Regions from separate parts of the Canis lupus genome. Here region 1 is linked to region 2. A link is a contact called in public Hi-C data. All regions are on one chromosome and are shown on one strand. The core of a region is the stretch at or near the end of the contact, and the rest is flanking DNA. Distances in the headings are between cores, read along the strand shown. Region 1 holds the start of TRMU (mitochondrial tRNA-specific 2-thiouridylase 1). Region 2 holds the start of TBC1D22A (TBC1 domain family member 22A).

Region 1 (5,027 bases), core at 1,193-3,692, 330 kb before region 2:
TTTTAAGTCCTCTCCACACCCGGGGCAGGGGGCTGCTGGAACTCACGACCCCGAGACCAAGAATCACTCGCTCTTCTTACTGAGCCCACCAGGCAGCCCACATGTTGACGGAAATGACGGTAGGCAGGCTGCATTCTCCCAGGGATGCAGTGGGGAGTAAAGCTCCCGCACCCCCCCTGCCTTCTGGGGGCTTGACAGTTTGGTGAGGGAGGGACATCAAACCTTAGCTAATATATGACCATCCAGTGGGGCGCTGGCCACATCTCATCCAAACTGGGGATGAGCTGGGCCTGCTCCCTGGCTCTCCTCCTCCAAGGCCTAACCCCTCCCTCAGGCTGCCCCTGGAGCGGTCAAACTCTTCTTGCAATTCAAGCTGCTCCTTGCTGTGCCCAGGCAGGACAGAAGTAGTAAGATTTTAATTCTCAAACAAGTGGGAGATACTCCCCCCGCCCCCCCACCCCAAGAGCACGTGTTGGATAAGGCAGCATTTCCCACCCTATGTGCATCATCCTTTTTCCTTTCTGGCTTCGTCCTCCTGACTTGCTGAAGCTGCTTATTCTGGCAAAATGTTCCCCAAGCTCTCTTCCTCTTTCGGCTTCTGGGCCCCAAGTGCACCACTCACCACTGAAGAGTGCAGTGTGTGGCCCTGGAGACAGGTGCTCTCGGCACAGTAGTGTGAGATGCCTTGGCTGCCACTAGAGGGCCACCCTCCAGTGTTTCATTAATTTCCTGGTGCATATCTCTGAAATCTACATACCTCACATCCTTGTTGGCAGATGGCACTTGGGACATCATTGGTCTTCCCATTGCTTAAACCATCCCACACTCAGTCCTCTAGACTGAACCAGAATGTCCAATGGCCTTAGCTTGGCCACTGCCACAGACTCAACCACACGTTCACCCCAAAATTTGCCAAAGGCCAGGCGGCCAGATACTGCATCTACTCCTCTCTTCTCGGAAGTGTGAGATGAAATAGATACTCTCATTGGAGGTTTTGTTGGATAATTCTTATTCTTCAGAAAAAGCAGTCATTCTTCTGTTTCCTGATGGGGCCCTGTGACCCTCCCTTCTGTCAGGGAGCTCACCCTGTGTCTGCTCTTGCACCAATGGCCATGACTCTCAGCAGGCAGGTCCTGCTTCTCTTCTAGAAACGGAGACTTGGGGCCTTCCTCATTTCTCTCCAGACCCTTAAAGTATCCCTGTCCTCAGGAAAACAGCTTGCCTTAATAATTATCCATGTTTAAACATCTGATCCACTGTCAGTCTAAGAAACTGTTAAGAAACTAGCACAATTTTAACCTGAAGCTTTGTGTGTGTGTGTGTGTGTGTGTGTTACTGGCCTGATTCCCATGTATTCGCATTTGCTGTGGCATCTCCTCCTTCACACTTTCAAGCCATGGTTCAGACTCTACATGAAATCAATTTAGTGGACTGCACTAGCAGTTCTTAAAAATGAAATAGAACCCCAAAAAAAGAACCAAATGGGAAATTATAATAGAGTCCATGGCACATGGCAAAGATAAAAACTGATCACAGAAGGCTTCTTTTAATGCTTTCTATGTGTAGGTTGGTGCATCCTGCGGGCCACCCTGTAAAAAATGTGACACTGGCTCTGAAAAGAAGAAAGTTGAGAGCTGCTGATTTCAAGGATGCCTGATTTTGCTTGTGCGGACCAAAGCCCCTGGTGTGCACCCAGATCTCAGTCCCTTGGGCGCTGGGGCCCTCCGGATCTGAGCGGTGCCTTAGCGCTGGGCTCTGACCACCCCTTCATTCCGCCAGCCCCCCCGCCGTCCCGTCCCCGGCCTCGAACCGGCCCCGCTCCGTCCAGGTTTTCCATCTGGGCCTCCTACAATCCCCTCTCCTCCCCAGTGAATAGGTCCGGGTTCTGCTGTCTCCCCCTCCCCCAAATGCGCGCTCATTCAGATGCATCTGCAGGTGGATGACGGCCCAAGGCACCTGACCCGCTGGAGCTGACCTGGAAGGCCACTTCCCCCCGGGAATATTCCGCAGGACGAGGACAACGGCTGCACAGTCTACCTGCAAATGCACCCGTCCCCCAAGGGCTGCACACCAGGCTCCCAGCTCGTCCTCTGCACAGGGCAGCCATGAAAAACCTTCCTAAACTTAGATGCGGTCACTTCGCTGTCCCGCCTAAAGGTCCCCCTTCCTAGAACCCAGCTCCCCGCCACACCCCCAGACGACCTCCGCGCCCTCGCCCGCGGCCAGCGCGTCTGCCGGGAGCCCCGGAAGCGGATGCCGGCCCCGCCCCCGGCCGCGGGCGCGCGCAGCCGCAGCAGCGAGCCCGAGCAGGGGTGCGCGCGCAGGACGCGTGGGCGGGGCCTCGGGAGCGGAAGCCCGGGAGGAGGGGAGGGCCGTGCGCGAACGCACGTTTCCGGCCGGGCAGCGTCTGCGTCGGCGTCGCCGCGGCGGCGGGGGCGGGACTTCCGGTGCGGCGCGGAAGCGGCAGCTGAGGTTGCGGGAGGTCAGCGGCGAGCGGATGCAGGCGGCGCGGCACGTCGTGTGCGCCCTGTCCGGGGGGGTGGACAGCGCAGTGGCCGCGCTGCTGCTGAGGCGGAGAGGTGAGCGGCCCCTCCTCGGGGCCTGCGGCCGCGCCCGGCTCCCCGGGCAGTGCGGGGGGGCGGTCCTGGTCCTGCCGGGCCCCGCGGCGAGACGCGCCCGGAATGTCCGCGCGCTGCCTTCCCCCGAGCCCCGGCGCCCTGCACACAGGGCTGAAGGCAGCGCGAAACCACTGAGCCACCCAGGGATCCCAGGCTTTATGCATTCATGAGAGACAGAGAGAGGGAGAGGCAGGGACACAGGCAGGGACACAGGCAGAGGGAGAAGCAGGCTCCACGCAGGGAGCCCGAGGCAGGGCTCGATCCCGGGTCCCCAGGATCACGCTGGGCTGAGGGCGGCGCCACACCGCTGCGCCGTCGGGGCTGCCCAGAAGAGTGGATTTTTAAAGCCACATGTGGGGTTCTCTCTCCTACAAGCACTGGTTTAGCTCCCGTTCCGTGCAGGGCACTGGGACAGAGGGTTTAACTCCTGAATCTCTGGGCTTTGGAGTACTGACTTAAAACCTCTTAGTCAAATATCTTGGCTTTTGTTGCATTGAGGCTACACGTGAAGAAACATTAAACAACATTTCTCCTGGGGATCCCTGGGTGGCGCAGCGGTTTGGTGCCTGCCTTTGGCCCAGGGCGCGATCCTGGAGACCCGGGATCGAGTCCCACGTCGGGCTCCCGATGCATGGAGCCTGCTTCTCCCTCTGCCTGTGTCTCTGCCTCTCTCTCTCTCTCTCTCTGTCTATCATGAATAAATAAATAGATAAAATCTTAAAAAAAAAAAAAAAGAAACATTTCTCCTGCAGGGTAGGCACCTGAGTAGTCCTCTAAGATGATGCAAAGTTAAGAGCTGGTCCTGCTGGTAGTTGGTTGGCTACTTTGTTAGAAGAGGGAAAAGGTGCCTGTATGGCTCAATCTATCAGGGATCTGGCTTCAGCATAGGCCATGTTCCCGGGGTCCTGGGACTGAGCCCCACATCGGGCTCCCTCCTCAGCAGGGGGAGTCCGCTTCTCTCTTTCCCCTCGCTTGTGCGTGTACTCGCTCTCTCTCAAATAAGCAAACTCTTTTTTTAAAAAAGAGGAAAAAAATAGATCAAGAGATACATAGTATTGCTTTTGTAATAAAATAGTCCAGATTTTAATTGTCTTCTTGTGTGATGACTTAAAAGTCTATGTTGTAGATGATGACTGGCAACAACTTTTGAAATTCGTTTACTTTTCCCATAACTGAATGGTGGTTTTTGTTTGCTTTGAAAAGTGTTGACTTCCTGGTCTTCTGTCAGCACTCCTTTGCGGAGCCTCTCCTGTGTGCTAGGCGTTGTGCAGACACGGGGCAGGGACACAAAGATGAAAACACGCCTTCTAGCTCACCTGGGGGACGCGGGCAAACAGTTGCCGTCCGGCAGCGCACCATGATGACGGAGGTGTTTACAGAGCGTTGTGGGAGCTTAGGGAGGGAGCCTCTGGGCCCATCGGCCGGCCCCCAAGTCCGGCGGCTGGCACGGAGATGGGAGTCACTCCAAAGGCCGCATAGCAATGCAGGCACTGCCGGGAGAACCCACGGGTGGTGGTGCCGAGTGGGGTGTGTCTGGGAGCTCCTGGGAGCTCAGGAACTCCTGCCTTTTCATCCTGGGCTGATTATGGACTCTGATTGGTGCCTGCTGTCTCCCCCAGGCTACCAAGTGACAGGGGTATTCATGAAGAACTGGGACTCGCTGGATGAACACGGAGTTTGCACTGCTGACAGAGACTGTGAAGATGCCTACAGGGTCTGCCAGATTCTAGACATCCCGTTCCATCAGGTGTCCTATGTGAAGGAGTACTGGAATGACGTGTTCAGGTGGGTCCCGTTCAGAGGCGCAGAAGGCTTCCTGGTGGCCTGTGCCGCTTTTCCAAGGGAGGGACTGCCATGGCGGCCAGGCAAGTGACATGCAGCCCAGGCTGTTGGCCGTGGTGCCAGAGACCGTGTATGGGAGGATCCAGAGTACCCGGCCTCTTATTTATTATGCCACCTGCTTGAAGTCTCTTTAATGGTTTATGAGCAGCCTTGCATTGTTTCTGCTGCTAACTTAGGGTGGGAGAGCTAAGGCTAGGTCTTCCCTGACCACACAGCAGTAATGCCTGTGCAGGTCAGCAGGTAGGGGCTTCTGGAGAAAGGAAGCACGCCTCAGGAAAACACAAAACACAAAGACTTTAAAAATCTGACATAATACTAAAGGTGACCTCTAAGTGCTTGCTCTGTACTGGGCACAGTGCATTTGGGGACATAAAGATGGATAAGCTATGGCTCTATTCTGTAGGGGTTTGCAGCCTGGCGGGGAGGAGCACGTTTCCTTCAAAAGAGGTAACTGGGGAGCGGTGTGTGGGAAGTACCAGTGACTTCATAAAAATGCTGCAGGTTCGGAGGAGGGAGAAATGTGTCATATGGAGCAGACTTCCTGACGGAAGGCTTCATGGAAGAGGT
Region 2 (4,576 bases), core at 104-2,603:
GCTGTCATCTGATTCTTTTTTTTTTTAAATTTAATTTTATTTTATTTATTTATGATAGTCGGAGAGAGAGAGAGAGAGAGAGGCAGAGACACAGGCAGAGGGAGAAGCAGGCTCCATGCACCAGGAGCCCGACGTGGGATTCGATCCCGGGTCTCCAGGATCGCGCCCTGGGCCAAAGGCAGGCGCCAAACCGCTGCGCCACCCAGGGATCCCCATCTCACTGATTCTTGCAATGAGCCTGAAGAGCTGCCGAGAACCCCTAAGATCCCCGGTGATGTCTGCCGGGGATCCCGGATGCTGTGAGGCACCAGTCTGAGGCCTCGGGGCTATACCTGGGGAAGAGACCCCTAGGGCCTCCCTGGGCTCCCCTAGGAGACAATCCCAGGAGGCTGCCTGAGGCTGTGTAGGGAAGGAGTCCCCAAGGATCCACCGAAACTTTATCAGCACATCTCTGAAGGTTCCCTGAGCTCATGTAAGGACAGGATCCGGGACAGTTCATCAGGCTGTGCAGCAAAGGAGCCCTGAAACCCTCCTGAGGCCGTGTCACCTGCGGGTCACCGAGGATCCACGGAGAAGATTCCTGGGGTTTCTATGGTGACACGAGGGGATCCCTGGAGAGTCCCCGTTGGCTTCCCTCCAACAAACATTTACAGAGGCGGAAGACCTAGGGCTGAGCCAGCAGCGTCTCCCAAGCCGCGTGCGGGGTCAGATACAACCCAAACAGGCCAAGGCTCAGGGGGAGCACAAGCAGCTGTGGAAAGGGCGCGAGCTCAGGTCCGGGAGGGGCGGCCCGTGCTGGGCGCGGCTGCACACGCAGCCCCTCGAGCGGCAGGTGGGCGGCAGGTGAGAACTGGCCCAGGCGTGTCTCGGGCTCCCAAGGTCACAGCGCACCGCAGGCCTGTCGCCCGCAGAGGTGCCAGCCCCGACGTCCCGGCCCCGGCTCTGCGGCCGACACCGAGGGCAAGCCACCCACGTAACTCGCATGTTCCGGGCGCTACGTTAAACTGGAAAAAAGAAAAAAAAAAAAAAAAGGAAACAAAAAAGAAGAAACGTGAAGATAAGTTCAGCGGCGTATTTTTCTGAGCCCGACACACCCCGTTATTTCACCACGTCCCCCGCACAGGCTAATTCCGTCCTCCCCGCCGCCCCCGCCCCCCCGCGGGGTCCCCCCGCCCGCCGCCGGGCCCGGCAGCAGAGCACAGAGCCGGCCTCGGGGCCCGGTGAGCCGCCCTGACACGGGTCCCCGCCCCGCAGGCCGCAGCCACCTCACTTCCTCCTCGCCGTCGTCGCGCCTTAATGCCGTCAGCGCCCGCGCCGTGCGTCAGGCGAGCGCCTGGGCGCAGGCGGGACTTCCGGGCGCGGCAGCACAACTTCCGCAGGGAGGCGGAAGAGCCTCTCGGCTCCAGGCTCCGGCGTCCCGGGACGGCGGACGGGCCCCCGCCGGGGTACAGGAAGGGGCCGCCGAGGCCGACCGTTCGCTCTCGGGGTGTCGGGACCGCGGGTCTGAGGGATGAGGAGGGGCCATGGCCAGCGACGGGGCCAGAAAGCAGTTCTGGAAGCGCAGCAACAGCAAAGTCCCGGGCAGGTGGGTGTGACGGGGAGGCCGGGTCGGGGTCAGGGGTCGGAGGTCAAATGGGCGCGTAGGCCCGCCGGGCAGTGGGGTGGAGTTGGGGGCCTGGGGCAGGGCGACCTGCGCTGTGGGGGCGCCGCTGGCGACCTGAGGGGCGTGGGGGGACCTGGGGGGGTGTCAAGCGCTGGGTCTGCGAGGTGACCGTGGCCGCAGGGAGCATGGGGGGGGAGGGGAGGGGGGAGGGGAGGGGAGGGAGAGGGAAGGAGGGAGAAGGGGGAGGGGAGGGAGGGGAGGAGGGGGAGGGGCAGTCAATTGGCCTCCTGCTCTGTCCTGCCCACCTAGGGCTACTTTTGCCTTTATTGAGAATTTGTTCAAGCCGATTCCTGACTCCCTGTGAATCTCTTCGTATCCCACTTTTCTGGCCTCAAAACCAGCTCCTTCCTCCAGGCAGCAGCGGGAGGCAAACTAAGAAAAAAACAAATTAAACAAGAAATGAAGTGCTTGCAACGACAGCTCCGGGGTCCTGGTTGGCGTGTCCCTGTGCCCTGGCCGGGGCCTCGGGAATGTGAAGACAGTAGTGGACCGTGCCTAGGAGATCAGCTGCTGGTGGAAGCAGATTAGAGAGAAACCAGTGTCAGGATTTCTTTCTTTCTTTTTTTAAAGATTTTATTTATTTATTCATGAGAGACACACACACAGAGGCAGAGACACAGGCAGAGGGAGAAGCAGGCTCTATGCAGGGAGCCCGACGCGGGACTCGGTCCTGGGACCCCGGGGTCACAGCCTGAGCCACCCAGGTGTCCCAGATTTCAAGATTTTACAACGCGGACTATTCTGTTTGGAAGCTGATGTCTGACATGCTGATAATTAGGAATTGTGGTATTAAAACCACTCCACGTGGAATCATATCCAAGCACAGCTTATTTGTAAGTGCTGCATAATTAACACCGTCAGTTGAGTGAAAGAATGGCAAACTTTGGAATTCACTGTGTTCGGCCAGAAAGGTTTAATTTTCAGAGTGGTTCCTCACCGCTCAGACATGGTGACTTGGGACAGGATCACCAGAGGCAGCCAGAGGTCCCGTTTTACTCCACAGCATCGTGTGTGACTGAAGAATAAGAGAGCTTTCATCGCAACCAAAGTCAGGGTCCAAGGTGATGTGAGGATTCCAGAATGGTAGGGAATAGGGGGTCCCAGTGGTTGCAGATGCAGATGCCCCAGAACGTAGACTCCAGGGAAAACTAACCACATGGCAGTGGAGCTTTTGTGTGTTGCTTTTAGGTCCTGGTTCTTGCTCAGTCTAAATAAACCCCAACTCTTAAGCACCAGCTGAGCTGTAAGAATAGTGGAGCTGCGGTATGTAATTACGATGGCGAATAAACATTTGGACTGAGGACTGTATCTGTTGGTAATTTGTCCTTGTATTGGGTTCAGTAGCGTCCCCCCCCCCCCCACTCCCCTTCCACCCCCGCACCTGATTCATTTTGTAACCTGTGGATGTGACCTTATTGGGAAATAGCATCTTTGCATATGTAATCAAGTTAGAATGAGGTTATACTGGAAAGTCATACCTAGGCTCATAGAATGAGCCTTAGTCCAGTGATTGGTATCTTTAGAAGGACAGGGAGATTTGGACACAGGCACAGAGAAGATGGTAGGTGAAGACGGAGACAGAGGTTGTGGCCATGTGTGTGCAAGCCCAGGAATGCCAAGGATTCCAGGCAATCAGTAGAAGCTAGAAGAGGAAGGAGGGATCCTGTGAAGGCCCTGCCAACACTGTGATTTTGGACTTCCGAGCCTGAAGAGCTGCGAGAGGATCAATTTCTCTTGTGTTACGACAGCCCTGGGACGCTACTGTGGTCCTCAGCTTTCCTCTGTGAGGTTCTGTGTCACCAAAGACAGACCTTTGTGGCCCTCTGATTTCAACGCTGCGCGTGTCTTAGGCATTTTTGAGAGCAGCTCCCTTGTCGGAGTTATGGAGTTGGAGTGGAGTCTTGGAGAACTGCCGGAGGCTGTCATTGCAGAGGGCGGGGCACAGAGGTGAGGGCAGGCCCATTAGAAAGGCCTGCCCAGCCCCCTGTGCCCCTCGCCTGCCACGGCCTTGCTCTGGCGATGCTTCTGTTTCGGGCACCAGGAGTTGGCGGAGGTATGCCCTTTTGCCAGTGAGTAGCTCACTGTCATATGTGATCACCTGCCACGTGCTTAGTCCTTACCTGCGCGAGCACTATGCTGTCAGAGGTCGTGGCCGGATTCCTGCATCTCTGCCAGCCCTTTCAGTGGTTCCCAGGATTGTCTGACTCCTTGAGCGTGGACATTAGCTTAGGGAAATGCAGAGGAGGAAGGATGGATTTAACCACAGACTACTGAACTGTTAAGAGGTTATTATTATTTTTTAAACTTTATTTATTCATGAGAGACAGAGAGAGAGAGGCAGAGACACAGGCAGAGGGAGAAGCAGGCTCCATGCAGGGAGCCAGACGTGGGACTTGATCCTGGATCTCCAGGATCACGCCCTGGGCTGAAGGCAGCTCTAAACCGCTGAGACCCCCGGGCTACCCTAAGGGGTTATTTATATAGCACAGTCTTTCACAATTTTGATAATCATTCTGTCATTGCCCATCAGTAAGACAGTTATAGCTGGTACTCAGGGAGAGTATTTGCCATCATTGATTGGTATCTCCCAAACTTTCTGTTGGCCAGGCACAATTCTTGGTCCCTACAGTGCTGCATCTCGCTAGTGTTTTAGCGTCACAAAGCAATGTGCTGTCTGAGGTCGGCTGTGGTGAAGGCCTTGCTTGTTTCGCCTGAAATGCCCTGTGGAGAAGCACAGTAAGGCACTGCCCAATTCTTGAGCCACATCTCCCATCCCCCCTTGCTTTGAACTTTGCCCTCAGTGGTGCCGACGGGCTTGCAGGTTCCTTGATGTCCATGCTGCGTGATGTCTCTGTCTGCTTCATGCTCTCAGAGCTGACCACAATGTTCTTAGCCTCCCTTTCCCCCCCCTTT

What was found. A called contact is a pair of places that touch in the nucleus more often than the background predicts.
Region 1: a Hi-C map of blood shows a contact between it and region 2, with 2.5 times the contacts expected there. The contact joins the promoter of TRMU here to the promoter of TBC1D22A in region 2. A contact is called at or near these places in 2 of 9 Hi-C or Micro-C datasets (both in blood).

Annotation. Positions count from the first base shown.
Region 1 is chr10:20,805,700-20,810,726 of UU_Cfam_GSD_1.0, reverse strand. It overlaps TRMU (mitochondrial tRNA-specific 2-thiouridylase 1), which reads left to right and starts at 2,442. Exons shown (of 11, transcript XM_038550206.1): 1 at 2,442-2,579; 2 at 4,238-4,403. The coding sequence starts at 2,498.
Region 2 is chr10:20,476,620-20,481,195 of UU_Cfam_GSD_1.0, reverse strand. It overlaps TBC1D22A (TBC1 domain family member 22A), which reads left to right and starts at 1,353. Exons shown (of 12, transcript XM_038550205.1): 1 at 1,353-1,585. The coding sequence starts at 1,524.